Linked DNA regions of Bombyx mori: region 2 is linked to region 1. Evidence: chromatin contacts called from public Hi-C data. All regions are on one chromosome and are shown on one strand. Each heading gives the region's core, a stretch centred on a gene start, on an enhancer-like site or on the middle of the called end of the contact. The rest is flanking DNA. Distances are from core to core; before and after follow the strand shown. Region 1 overlaps Dsx (doublesex). Region 2 overlaps Dsx (doublesex).

Evidence for each region. A called contact is a pair of places that touch in the nucleus more often than the background predicts.
Region 2: a Hi-C map of whole pupa shows a contact between it and region 1, with 4 times the contacts expected there. The contact joins two enhancer-like sites. A contact is called at or near these places in 2 of 7 Hi-C or Micro-C datasets (middle silk gland and whole pupa).

The regions. Positions count from the first base shown.
Region 1 is chr25:10,645,781-10,651,765 of ASM3026992v2, reverse strand. The region is part of intron 4 of Dsx (doublesex); the gene reads left to right. Among protein-coding and RNA genes, the nearest start is that of LOC101738240, 58 kb to the right of the region's middle. Within about 2 kb of position 2,990, at least 4 of the 8 cell types and tissues checked have open chromatin away from gene starts, as enhancers often do.
Region 2 is chr25:10,711,440-10,717,424 of ASM3026992v2, reverse strand. All of the region lies in intron 2 of Dsx (doublesex), which reads left to right. Among protein-coding and RNA genes, the nearest start is that of Dsx, 82 kb to the left of the region's middle. Within about 2 kb of position 3,629, at least 2 of the 8 cell types and tissues checked have open chromatin away from gene starts, as enhancers often do.

The DNA of each region.
Region 1 (5,985 bases), core at 1,741-4,240:
AATTTTTAATTTAATAGCACATCCCATTAATTGAGATTCAGATTCATGTCAAAGTAGGAGGCGGCATTCACGTTATAATGTTTATGGGCTTCTCGAATCACTTAGTATCGGAATATTTCTGGTGGTAGGAAGACTTGTGAGTCCACACGTGTAGGTACCACCATCCTACCTATTATTGCCGTGAAGCAGTATTGCGTTTCGGTTTGAAGGATGAGGCAGCCGTTGTACTGTAAAAACTGAGACCTTAGAAGTCATGTCTCAAGTTAGGTGGCGGCATGTACGTTGTAGATGTTTTTTTTTTCTACCTAAGCTGATAGCCTTGATAGGCTATGTCAGCGTAACCTAACAAGTAGGTGAGCTTACGGGGCTCAAACCTGACGACGTTGCTAACACTAACCCTAGCAAAAGCAGTGCTGGGTCCCGTTTCTGATCCAGTGGTAGATTCTGCGAAACACTGCTCTTGCTAATGCTAGTGCTAGCAACGTCACCAGGCTAGAGCCCCATGAGCTGACCTACTCGTTCAGAGAATCTGGAATATCCCTACGAGGTTACTAAAATAGGTAGGGAAAAAACACTGTTACGGATAGTGCCCACGTTGCACTCTGTCGACTAATTGAGAAGCTTCCTTAGAGCTTTGAGCATAAATACGGTCATTTTTTTGGTTAAAATGTTGCTCAATTGTAAAAATTTCTCATCCGAAAACAAAATTGTTCTATGACCTCCCTTTGCGTACCGCTTCAGTAGTTGTTTCGATTTTACCACCCTATTCTCTTTTAAATTATCAGTTAAGAAATGACCAGTACGTCTCTTATAGGCTGTAAGTCCTAAGTCATCTTTTAAAATATGCGACATGGTTCTAGGTGCTATTTTTATCTCCCGAGATAAAAGCATAATTGTAGGGCACTTTTTCAACTTGTCCCCTATACAAGATGCTCCTTCTTACTTCTACCCTCCATAATGTTGCCGCACACGCAACCTCTCATGTAAGAGTTTTACGAAATCGTAAAATGACCCTGTACGCGTCGCGATCGTTTTGGGACTCCGCCGTTATGACCTCGACGTTATGACCTCGACATTATTCACGAGTAAGTATTTTGAGAATTGAGATGATTGATTGACACGTGACAGATAAATCATATATTCGGTGCGCATTCAAATTAACGGGTGTAAGACGTAAGACGTAAAAGGTTACGAAATTTGGTTTTTTGGACATAAAACTGGGTTTAACTATATCTTTCAAGCTTTTTCTTGGCACCTAGTCGTTGAAATGATAACCGTTATCAAATTGAAACTTATGATGTATGAGCTTCGAGATATGTATGTGTTGATAGGGTGGTCCCTCAGATTGTAACGGGGTAGAGATAGTCGATCATATTTCGAGCTCATTCAGCCAAGCAATAAAAAATATTTTTGGTGCATTGGTAAAATAAAATTCTTTTGCTAAATTGAGAACCATAGTATTTGTTTTTGTAGGTAAAGTACCCAAGTTTATTTAGTGTGCGATCGTCTCAGAGCCTCTTCCTAGACGCAGGTTCAACTGGCCCGGTGGTATGGTACTTAGTGCCCCTGAATGCTGGACTGAGGGTCGTGGGTTCGATTCAAATTCGTGTAATTGTCTGAGTGTTCTATATATGTATACTACCAGACTCGATAGGCGCTGTCCTGTACAGATGTTTTAAATCCGAAAATTTCAAACTTTCAGTATGTTTTTTGTAGTGTACCGAATTGTGAATCTAAACCCTTCTCGAATCCACAGGAAAACACACAAAAAATTTCATCAAAATCGGCCCAGTCGTTTAGGAGGAGTTCACAAACATACTTGCGGACAGAAGAATTAAGTCCACTGAGTTTCTCGCAGGATCTTTTCAGTGGGTCGCGTTTACGATCCGGTGGTAGATTCTGCGAAGCACTACTCTTGCTAGGGTCAGTGTTAGCAACACTCCGGTTTGAGTTCCGTGAGCTCACCTACACACGTTAGGGTGAAGCTGAAATAGCCTCTCAAGGCTATCAGCATAGGTAGGAAAAAAAAAAGAATTATATATACTAGTGGTCTCACAGTAGTCGATATTCGACTATAATTAATTAAAATTAGAAGTTCGAATATTATCATGGTTCTATTGTCAAAGGCTATTTATTATATTTCTATAATCACAGATTTCGACAAGACTCCACTATAGACAAATAATATTAAAGACAAACAATATTAACTTATTCTCAATTTGACCACAGACTTGAAGGAATAACAAAAGTTTGACAATAAATAAAGAGGATTTAAATTTGTGTGTGTGTGTCAAATAGATATTAATAATTACGGTAACATTAAGGTTATGAGAATTAAATCAAACTAGTGGTCCATCGGTAGTCGAAATTCGACTATAATTAATTGAAATTGTAAGTTTGTACCTGATTCTATTGTCAAAGGCTATTTATTCTACTTCTTTACAGATTTCGCTAAGACTACACTTTAAACAAACATTAACAAAGACAAACAATATTTAATCTATTCTCAATTTGACCACAGACTATAAGCAATAAGAAAAGTTTGACAATAAACAAATAGTATTCATGCGTGTGTGTGTGTCAAATACATGGTAGTGTGTGTAATGTTTTTTCTTAATTTAATGTATTTTTTATACATAATTAAAAAAAAAAATATTCTGCACTCCTTCTCTATATTCTCTATAAGTGAGGGAAATTTCATACTCCTCCGTCCGCGAAATTTTCGTAAAAAGGGATACAATGCTTTTGCTTCACGTATTAATATATAGATAACTCGCTTTTGATACGACTAATTTGAAACGACCCCAGTTGAAAGTTAATTTGTCGATATTACTAAATTCAGCATCAAGCGCCGCTGAGCTTCCTAATACTAATACGTTTGCATCACTCTTACGTTTCAGCAATAAAACTGCCGGTGCAGTATACGGCTATCTCGCATTTTCACGGTCGTAAACCTCGCGTTAGAGCGGGACGGAGCATTTTATAGCACTCAGTCGCTTTTCGCAACAAAAACTTTTACAACCGGCCACTCGTAAATTATACGTAGCCTTAACGTCTCCGGGGAAAATTTTAAATAAATTTTCTTCGTTTTAATCCCATATCGATTAAACATTTGAGCGTGTACTACGTTTTTATTGTCGCTATTTAGTATTTTTAATGCGAACGTAAATTTGTTTAATGAGCGCTGCGTAATTTAAAGTTTTGGTATACATTTGGTGTAACTATACTTGAGACCTTCGAACTTATATCTCAAGGTGGGTGGCGCATTTACGTTGTAGATGTCTATGGGCTCCAGTAACCACTTAACACCAGGTGGGCTGTGAGCGAGACCACCCATGTAAGCAATAAAAAAAAATTTTTTTTTACTGCTGTTAAATAGAATCGGGGGATGTGATTCTTCGTTATTTTTCATGATTGTTTTATTATTTTAACGCCTTTTGACTATTTGCCGAAATATACAAAATAATAATGCACGTATTAAAAAATTAAACAAATAGCATTTTTTAATTGTGTAACCAATCTATACCAATATATAAATCTACAGCGGTTTTTACGGATGTTCCGTTATAACTATTGAACCGTGCATCCGATTGACTTGAAACTTGTTATTCATGTAGAAAAAACATGTACTTAATGGTTAGGCTAATATTTATATGAGTGTTGGACTCCTTACACCAGTTGCGGGGGCGTTAATGATGAGAATCTTTGTGGGGGTGAGAAATAATAATGTTAATTTTAAAAGCCCAGCGAAGCGGACGAGTACAGCTAGTAACTCATACATTTAATATCTATCACGTTGCTTTCTTTCAAACATAACTTCATTTCATTTGGAGATAATTGTCATTGATCACAGATAGGCAATCTATTTATTTTGAAATGATCATCAACGCCATTCTATACAAACATTAGTAACATAAACACTTTATTTCGGATCCTACAGATCCACTTTGCCACACTCCGATTCGATTCTACCTGCAACTTAACTCACAGACACAACCCATTGAGTTTCTCACTGATTCTTATCGATGGTCGATACCGATCCGGTGGTAGATTCAGCAAAGCACTGTTCTTGTTGGGGCAGATGCAAACAGTTTCTCAGGTGGAGCCCTGTGAGCTCGCTTTCAAATCTGGTAAAGCCAGAATAGCTCCTTGAAGCTACTGACAAAAAAAGCTGGCTTAGACGCTACCTATAAGGTATTTCAATGAGTATTCATTGCATTACAGTATTTTATCAATCATCTAGACAGAATTTTTTTTTATTGCTTAGATGGGTGGACGAGCTCACAGCCCGCCTGGTGTTAAGTGGTTACTGGAGCCCATAGACATCTACAACGTAAATGCGCCACCCACCTTGAGATACAATTTCTAAGGTCTCGAGTATAGCTACAACGGCTGCCCCACCCTTCAAACCGAAACGCAATACTGCTTCACGGCAGAAATAGGCAGGGTGGTGGTACCTACCCGCGCGGACTCTCGAGAGGTCCTACCACCAATAAACTCTCGAGAAGTCTTACCACCAGTAACATCCAGTAGCATCCTTACTTCTGGTAGAAACAGGGAGGTAAATACCCTTAAACAGCGTGTGATGACTTAAAAAATATTTATCCAATGACCTACCACAAGCAGACCCATTTTAAAATGGAACATGCGGAGGAGACGCGACGAGACCGTAAAAACTGCGGTAGTGATGCGAAAATATTTTAATGTAATATGTTATTGATAGTTTGAATATATTAATGAAAATCGACAAAGCATCTGCGCTTATCGCACGTGCTAGGCGTTAAAGTTTATCTGTCACATTTAGTTTACAACTCGGCATAACCATTGACTATGTAATAAGGAAAAAAAAACGTACTTATTACAGTGAACGTAAGGGTGTAATTTGAGGTAATTCATTATCAGCTTTTATTGAAACCAGTTCGCATAAACATGTAATCAAGTAGTTTATTATTAAGCGTCTGGAATTAAAAGGAGAAGGAAATATCGTGTGTCACTATGTCATTTGAATATCATTAAAATTACAAAATGGAAAACACAGACAGATATTGCATTCAACTATTTTTATAATCGAACTTAAACTTGATCAATCAAATTGAATTGAGAGCACCGCTGGTTAATGTGAACTAGGAGAGCGTACATAAGTATCTACTGGAGACGTATCAATAAACACCAAGTATAATTCATCTCAAATATTTTCCAAACAATTTCATAATGAGACGGTGATTCTTTTTTTTTTCTTATTATTTAAAAAAAACAAAATGTGTGCATTTCAAACGTGGTAGAAGTGAAACCTTCCAAAATTAAAATACAATTATCCTAAACGTCTTAAGTATATGTAAAATTTTGTCATTAGTAAATAATTGTAAGGTAGCGCCCTCTGTGAATTGATATTTTAATTTCACGTATAATCCGAAATTAAAATTCACTACAAGAGCTTTCATACACACGTTAGTATTAAAAAATCTCACAGATGGCGCTGTATTAAATAGTATGTATATTTCTGTCTCATTCTTTGCTGGCTTCATCCTACACATTTTTGTATTTGTGTCTCTTACCTGTCGTTTTTTCCGTTGCATCCGGTTTGAAATCACAACGATTCTAAAGAAGTTTTCACTTCAAAATTCCAAATATAATCTATGTCGATAGGAAGTTTTCGTGTGTCACAACACTATTTGACGAGGCGTCTGCTGCTCGTAAAACTTTTCGCGCGTAAACGTCACAGTTGACATTGGCTAGCAGATGCAGCGCTGCGCAGCGCTCCTTTGTGCGAGACCGTCTAGTAACGATATTGATTTATTGCGTTGCGGCATGTTAAAAAATTGCACATAACAGAGTTCAGTGACCTCGTAAACTACATTTGAAAAACCAGCATAGTAAGTTTGTATGTTACTAATATCTATTGTGGTCGTTAAAAAGCTATGCAATAGCTTAAAAATTTTGCAAATAAAAATTGTATTTATAACGTGATGACGAAAAAGTGTCACG
Region 2 (5,985 bases), core at 2,380-4,879, 65 kb before region 1:
AGGTTTGGGTCTTTCCTTTCAGTAACAAACAAAATCTATCGAAGGTAAGAAATAAACAACAGGATATTTTCTTTTACTAAAAATCAATAAGGAGACTGCACTATTTCAATGTTCAACTTCCTTTATCGAATGCATGAAAAATTTAATTGTCTAAAAATCTAAATTACTAATTAACGCAAAGGAACCTTTGCCTAAAAAAAAAAATAAGCTATTAAACGAATGCCTAAAATACGTAACAGTGTTGCCAGTTGTAAAAATTGCGAATCCGAGAAGTGCAGTTTCCTGAAATGCCCAGCGATACGAATTTCCTATGTTAGAGTCTTGTCCGCAGGGAAGATGATCGTCGACGAGTACGCGAGGAAGCACAACTTGAACGTGTTCGACGGACTAGAACTAAGGAACTCGACACGCCAGTACGGACTTTAATAGTAATAATAGTTTTTCCAAAACAACACACGCGACAGATACATGCATCACATCGAGACTAACATAATTAATCAGTAACGCTGCAGACTGACACACAGATGATTTCTTGTTAAATTCATGTTGTACAAACAAAGTTTTCCTTCATCAGCATAAATTACGTGTTTCCAAGAAATTCAATGAAAAATTCGTGTTTTTTTTTAAATTTGCACTCTGTCTAAAATTCCTATAGTAAGAAGTCAAGCTAAAATTATGCAATATAGACACGTCGTACGTACATTCAAGGCTCAAATGCTCTAAATTGTCAGCAGTTAAAATCACAATTCAACATTTCATTGTTAATTATCCGTTGCTACAATTATTACACAAATAAATAACATGATTTCTCGATATACTTTTGCTAGTCGTCAAGGATTTTTAGTGAATTTAAACAAGAAGTCATCTTTCGACATCGTACATACTAAACACACACAACAGGTACATGACACAAATACAGTTAAGGCCAACGCATATACACACTTGAGACAGAACAGACTTTATTAAGCAGTAGATGTAGCCTTCAGAACAGTCTATGCCTATACTACGAATACAGCAACTATTATTACCCGATTTTGTAGTCCAAATGAAACACGGTCACACTTCGCTGCGCCATTTCTCTTCTACCTTTTCTTCCCCTTATCCCACTAGGTGGGGTCGGCACAGCTAATTTTTCTCTTCCATTCTCTTCTATCAGCCATCAGCTAAAGACTCACTCCACTCTCTCTCATATCACACACTCCATCCATGTCTTCTTCGGTCGACCTCTTCTCCCTCTACCTTTCTTATTCTATGAAAAACATCACGTGTAATAGTGAAGCGCCAAATATCGCACGTTGATCGATTCTGATATCAACATTCTCCTGCCTTTCTCCCAGTCACCAGGGGTCAGCGCAACATGTTTTCTCCTTCCATACTTTATCAAATAGAATTTCTTCGCTCAATCCTTTTTAACCCATACCGTCTTTCACGCAATCCATCCATTCTTTTCTTAAGTCTACCTCTTCCTCTAATCATGTAGGTTTTATCAAAATTCCTCCAGCAGTTTGTACGTGAAATAGTACAGTAACAATTATATAATATATACTTATTATATAATTACATAATATCAGTGGAATCCAAACTTTAAGTCATCTATGATGATAAAATACCATTTTTACATACATTGATCCTCGTAAAACTGGAAGGCACTTGTTCAAGTAATAGAAAACGACAACATTAAAAAAAAGTAATTACAAATAATATCTTTAATTAAAACGATCTGAAAGGTGAAATCTTTTTGTGTAAAAAATGTTGTGCTACTACTTAAGTACGAATCGTTAATTAAGAAATTGAAATAAATTTGGCGCACACAATTTTATTAACATTTGTCCTTATGTTTCATTAATATTGTTTTGAATGCTGCATCTACAATGATCACATACCATAATTTAACACTATAACCAAAAAAAAACTAACAGAATATATTTAAATACTGATTTGACAAAACTCAGATTAATAGAACCAGTTTTTTCCCTACCTATTCACTGGTAGCCTAAGGGGCTATCTCAGCTTCTCGCGGATGGAATCAACCCGTATCACTTCCCAATTTACACTTAGACTTTCATTATGTCACACCATACGCATTACAATTGATGTTTCAAATTTGCATTTATTATGAATTTATTGAATATTTAAAACACTAATTCAAGATGCTTTCACGTTGCGGTGTGAAAGAAGCTTCGTTGCAGTCTGAAAGTCTGTTTCATGTGACAGCATTCTATGACAACAAATTCTTTATTCAATAATGAGAAAAATCAACTGTATTGTCTAGACCGAAAAGTCCATTTTCCATCTCTCCATTTCATCTCCTTTCTATAAGAAAAACAATCTATAGGGCATACAGAATCGACATTGCATTAACATTAAAATAACGGAATGGCGTTTGAGGCGAGCTTTGAATAAAATGATGGTAATTTTCTTATAAAAATTCGTTTCGCTCTTTTGGAGGGTTAATTTGTATCTATTATTTTCAAATTTCATTCCTCTTCTAATATTCTTTTCACTTCTTCTAACGCATCAAGTGATCGCCCGTAAAAATCTGTAGTACAAAATCAAAGTCAAAATATATAGTACATATATGTATTTATATTCCAAAAATATTATCCTCCTGAGGCAATCTAGTACAAACGTTAAAAGAATAATGACCTTAAAAATTACTTTAGAAATATTTAATATAAAAATATTATATAACTAGCGACCCGCCCTCGCTTCGCTTCGGAAACTGTAATTTATTATTGATTTCTCCACTATTTAATGGATGTTATTATACATATAAACCTTCCTCTTCAATCACTCTATCTATTAAAAAAAACCGCATCAAAATCCGTTGCCTAGTTTTAAAGATTTAAGCATACATAGGGATATAGGGACAGAGAAAGAGACTTTGTTTTATACTATGTAGTGACTAACAACATTAAACATTACACACAAATCATGTAACTCTTCAAACACACAGAGCATTTATAGTTTGGCTCAACTATTAATTTAACATACTGGGGGATGCGTATCTAAACATACCTTACTCTATATACTACTACGACTTACTAACTATAAAACTGAACTTGAAAAATATTGTTATGAACGAACTTATTTGTAATTCGATAATCACTTACAAGCCTCTACTGCCATTGACAGCAATAGAAAATCCTTGTTATAAATCTAAAATCCAGTAACTGACCTTCTTGACTAATCATAAAATGTAAGAGATAAACCCTCCTTTATTTTCTTTAGCGTTAAAAATTAATTCACAAAAAAAAATCGACAAAATTAATCCGACGATATTAATAAAATGGCACAGCCAATTATAGTTGCGATATCTAAAGGAAGGCATTTATGTCCACTCAATTTAAGTACTACGTACATTGCAAATAAACAGGGCAAGCAGGTTTAAAAAGAAACTATTGTTATAAAAGTTTGCTTGTTAGTTTTGCTTACATTACTAATTTGCTTAGTCCTTTATTAAGCCTATTCCAACTTTAGGTTCAAGCTACCGGTAATATATAATTAATTTTTTTTTTAATTATCAACTGAAATAATTACGAAATACACGGATGCAAGTATTGTTACAAAATGAATTAGTACGTTTTATATTAAAGCCTGCTACGACGTGTTATTAATTATTACTTGTCAAACAATTAATAATAGACGCCATTGTTATCGCGGGCCGTGAAATGAGCGAGTGGCTGCTTCGCAATCTAGCATTGCTTAAAATTGGTAGAACTTTTGCAATGGAAATTAAATGGGGAAATTGAGTGAAAACAAAAGACAAAAAAAAAACGCTTCTTTTGTGTATGTATATATTCTCATTGATGTGTACGGGCTCCGGAAACCACTTAACACCAGATGGGCGGTGAGTTAAAAAGTAATTACAAATAACATCTTTAACTAACACAATCGAAAATAACATCTGTAACTAAAACTACTGTTACTTAGTATCATCTCATATTATCTCACAACAGTTTCATAATGGTACCAAAATTAACGTATGTACTTATTTCAAGATTAACATCTGTCTATTATATTTAAAAGTACCAAATACTTAAACTAATACTTATTTGAAGTAATATAAATTAAGACATTAACACATTAAGAATCGCTTGCTTCGTGGCCTGATCCACTTACCTCCATTCTTCCGCTTGTTAGTCACTATAAGCGGTTATCGATCTGTCCGCTGTAAGCAAACTAGCTGTTTCAATGGTTATATACTCAACAACAATTGTAACGGAACACTTATATCTTGAAGTCTAATTTCCCACAAAACTAATTTTTGTATTGCGTCTTATGTTGACATGGTAAATAATGCAAAAAAAAATAAGCTTCGTTCGGCGATTATTTAATTCTATATATTTTTCAAATTCAGTTTCTATTCCACTAACAATGTACACTACACGTACACATACACACAACAAAATAGTGAATCGATAAATTAGTGGTCGAATAATCGGAATGGTTCGCATCACACTACTAACCAGTCGTGATTTCCACTTTACAGTGACCGGACGAAGGTGGAGAAATTCGAAATTTAAATATAAAAGTGACAATTCGAATTTCCACGCGCGCGCTCTAGTGATGTGCCAGTGTGTGAATATCAATATTATTTTTTATTTTCTTTTTTGTAGGAAAATGCTGGAAATTAATAATATAAGTGGTGTACTGTCTTCGTCAATGAAGTTATTTTGCGAATGATACTTAGTTTTACAAGTGCCGTGGTGTGTGTTGACACTTGCTGTGCGATGCTGTGCGAATTTCAACGGAAATATTTGTTGTCGTAACATTGGATCTATGGGTAAGTTTAGTATAATAACTTTACTCTGTTCACATTAGTGAAACATACATTTGTAAAATTTGTGTTTTACTAATGTGAAATTTATTTTTGGAAATTCACGTTAACACTATTGAATAAAAAAAAATCGATAATGTAATTTAAAAAAAATACAAAAATATAGTTTTCGCTTATTGTTAGAAAGAAAATTTTACATACGCCATTTTGAATAATTCCTTCCGGGTACATTGGTAAATTCAATCGTGTTAGTAGTGTGTTTCAATCTTTACTTCTGAACCGTTTGTGCTTTTATCGATTCATTTTATGTTAGAGTCTAAACATACCATAAAATGCTGCTTTATGAAATAAGACAATTTGCGATGCGATGGTCGTTATAAGTTTTAGTGGCCCGTAGAGAATGTTCACGATGACTGGGGCCCGTTTGTTATTACTATATTTTATAATAGGAGCTAACCTGTAATATCGTGTAGAATGTGTATCTGTTCAGCTCAATATTATCTCGTGCTTAGTGTCCGAACGAAGATCGTTAATGTTTTACAATTTTCCATTTCTTCTGTGAACGAGTAGTGATTGAGTTTTTTTTATTTTTTTTATTTTTTCATAGAAATACATCATACATTAAGTTTGGTGAAATGTCATATTTTTCATAACTTACAGCCGGCGCGTACTTGACTTAGAGAGGAAAACGCGTATTTAACTATTTCTATATATGTCTCACCACCGGAATACCTCCCGAGGCAAGATTTAGGACACATTATCTTAATAATTATTAATTAATCTTGCGGACGGTTAGCGTGGTATGTGATGCGTAGAGAGAAGATGCATGTGACTAGGAGATGTATGGAAATGGTAGTGCAAGGTAGAGGGGGAAGAGGTTGACTGAAGAAGACTTGTGATGGATAGTGTGAATGACCATATGAGAGAGAGAGAGGAGTGAGTATTGAGATGACGGCTGATAGAAGATAATGGAAGAGAAAAATTTTCTGTGCCGACTTGACCTAGTGGGATAAGGCGGAGAAAAAGAAGAGAATAATAATTATTAATTAATCTTCACATTAAATGATATGTTAAAATTTGCATCTAATTTCCTCGACCGAAAAGCGGGGTTTTGTTGCCGATTATAATATTTTATCGTATCGTCTCGACCTCCGCAATAACTGAAGTCGTTCGCAGTTTTATAATCCGCAATTAGGGACTGTAAA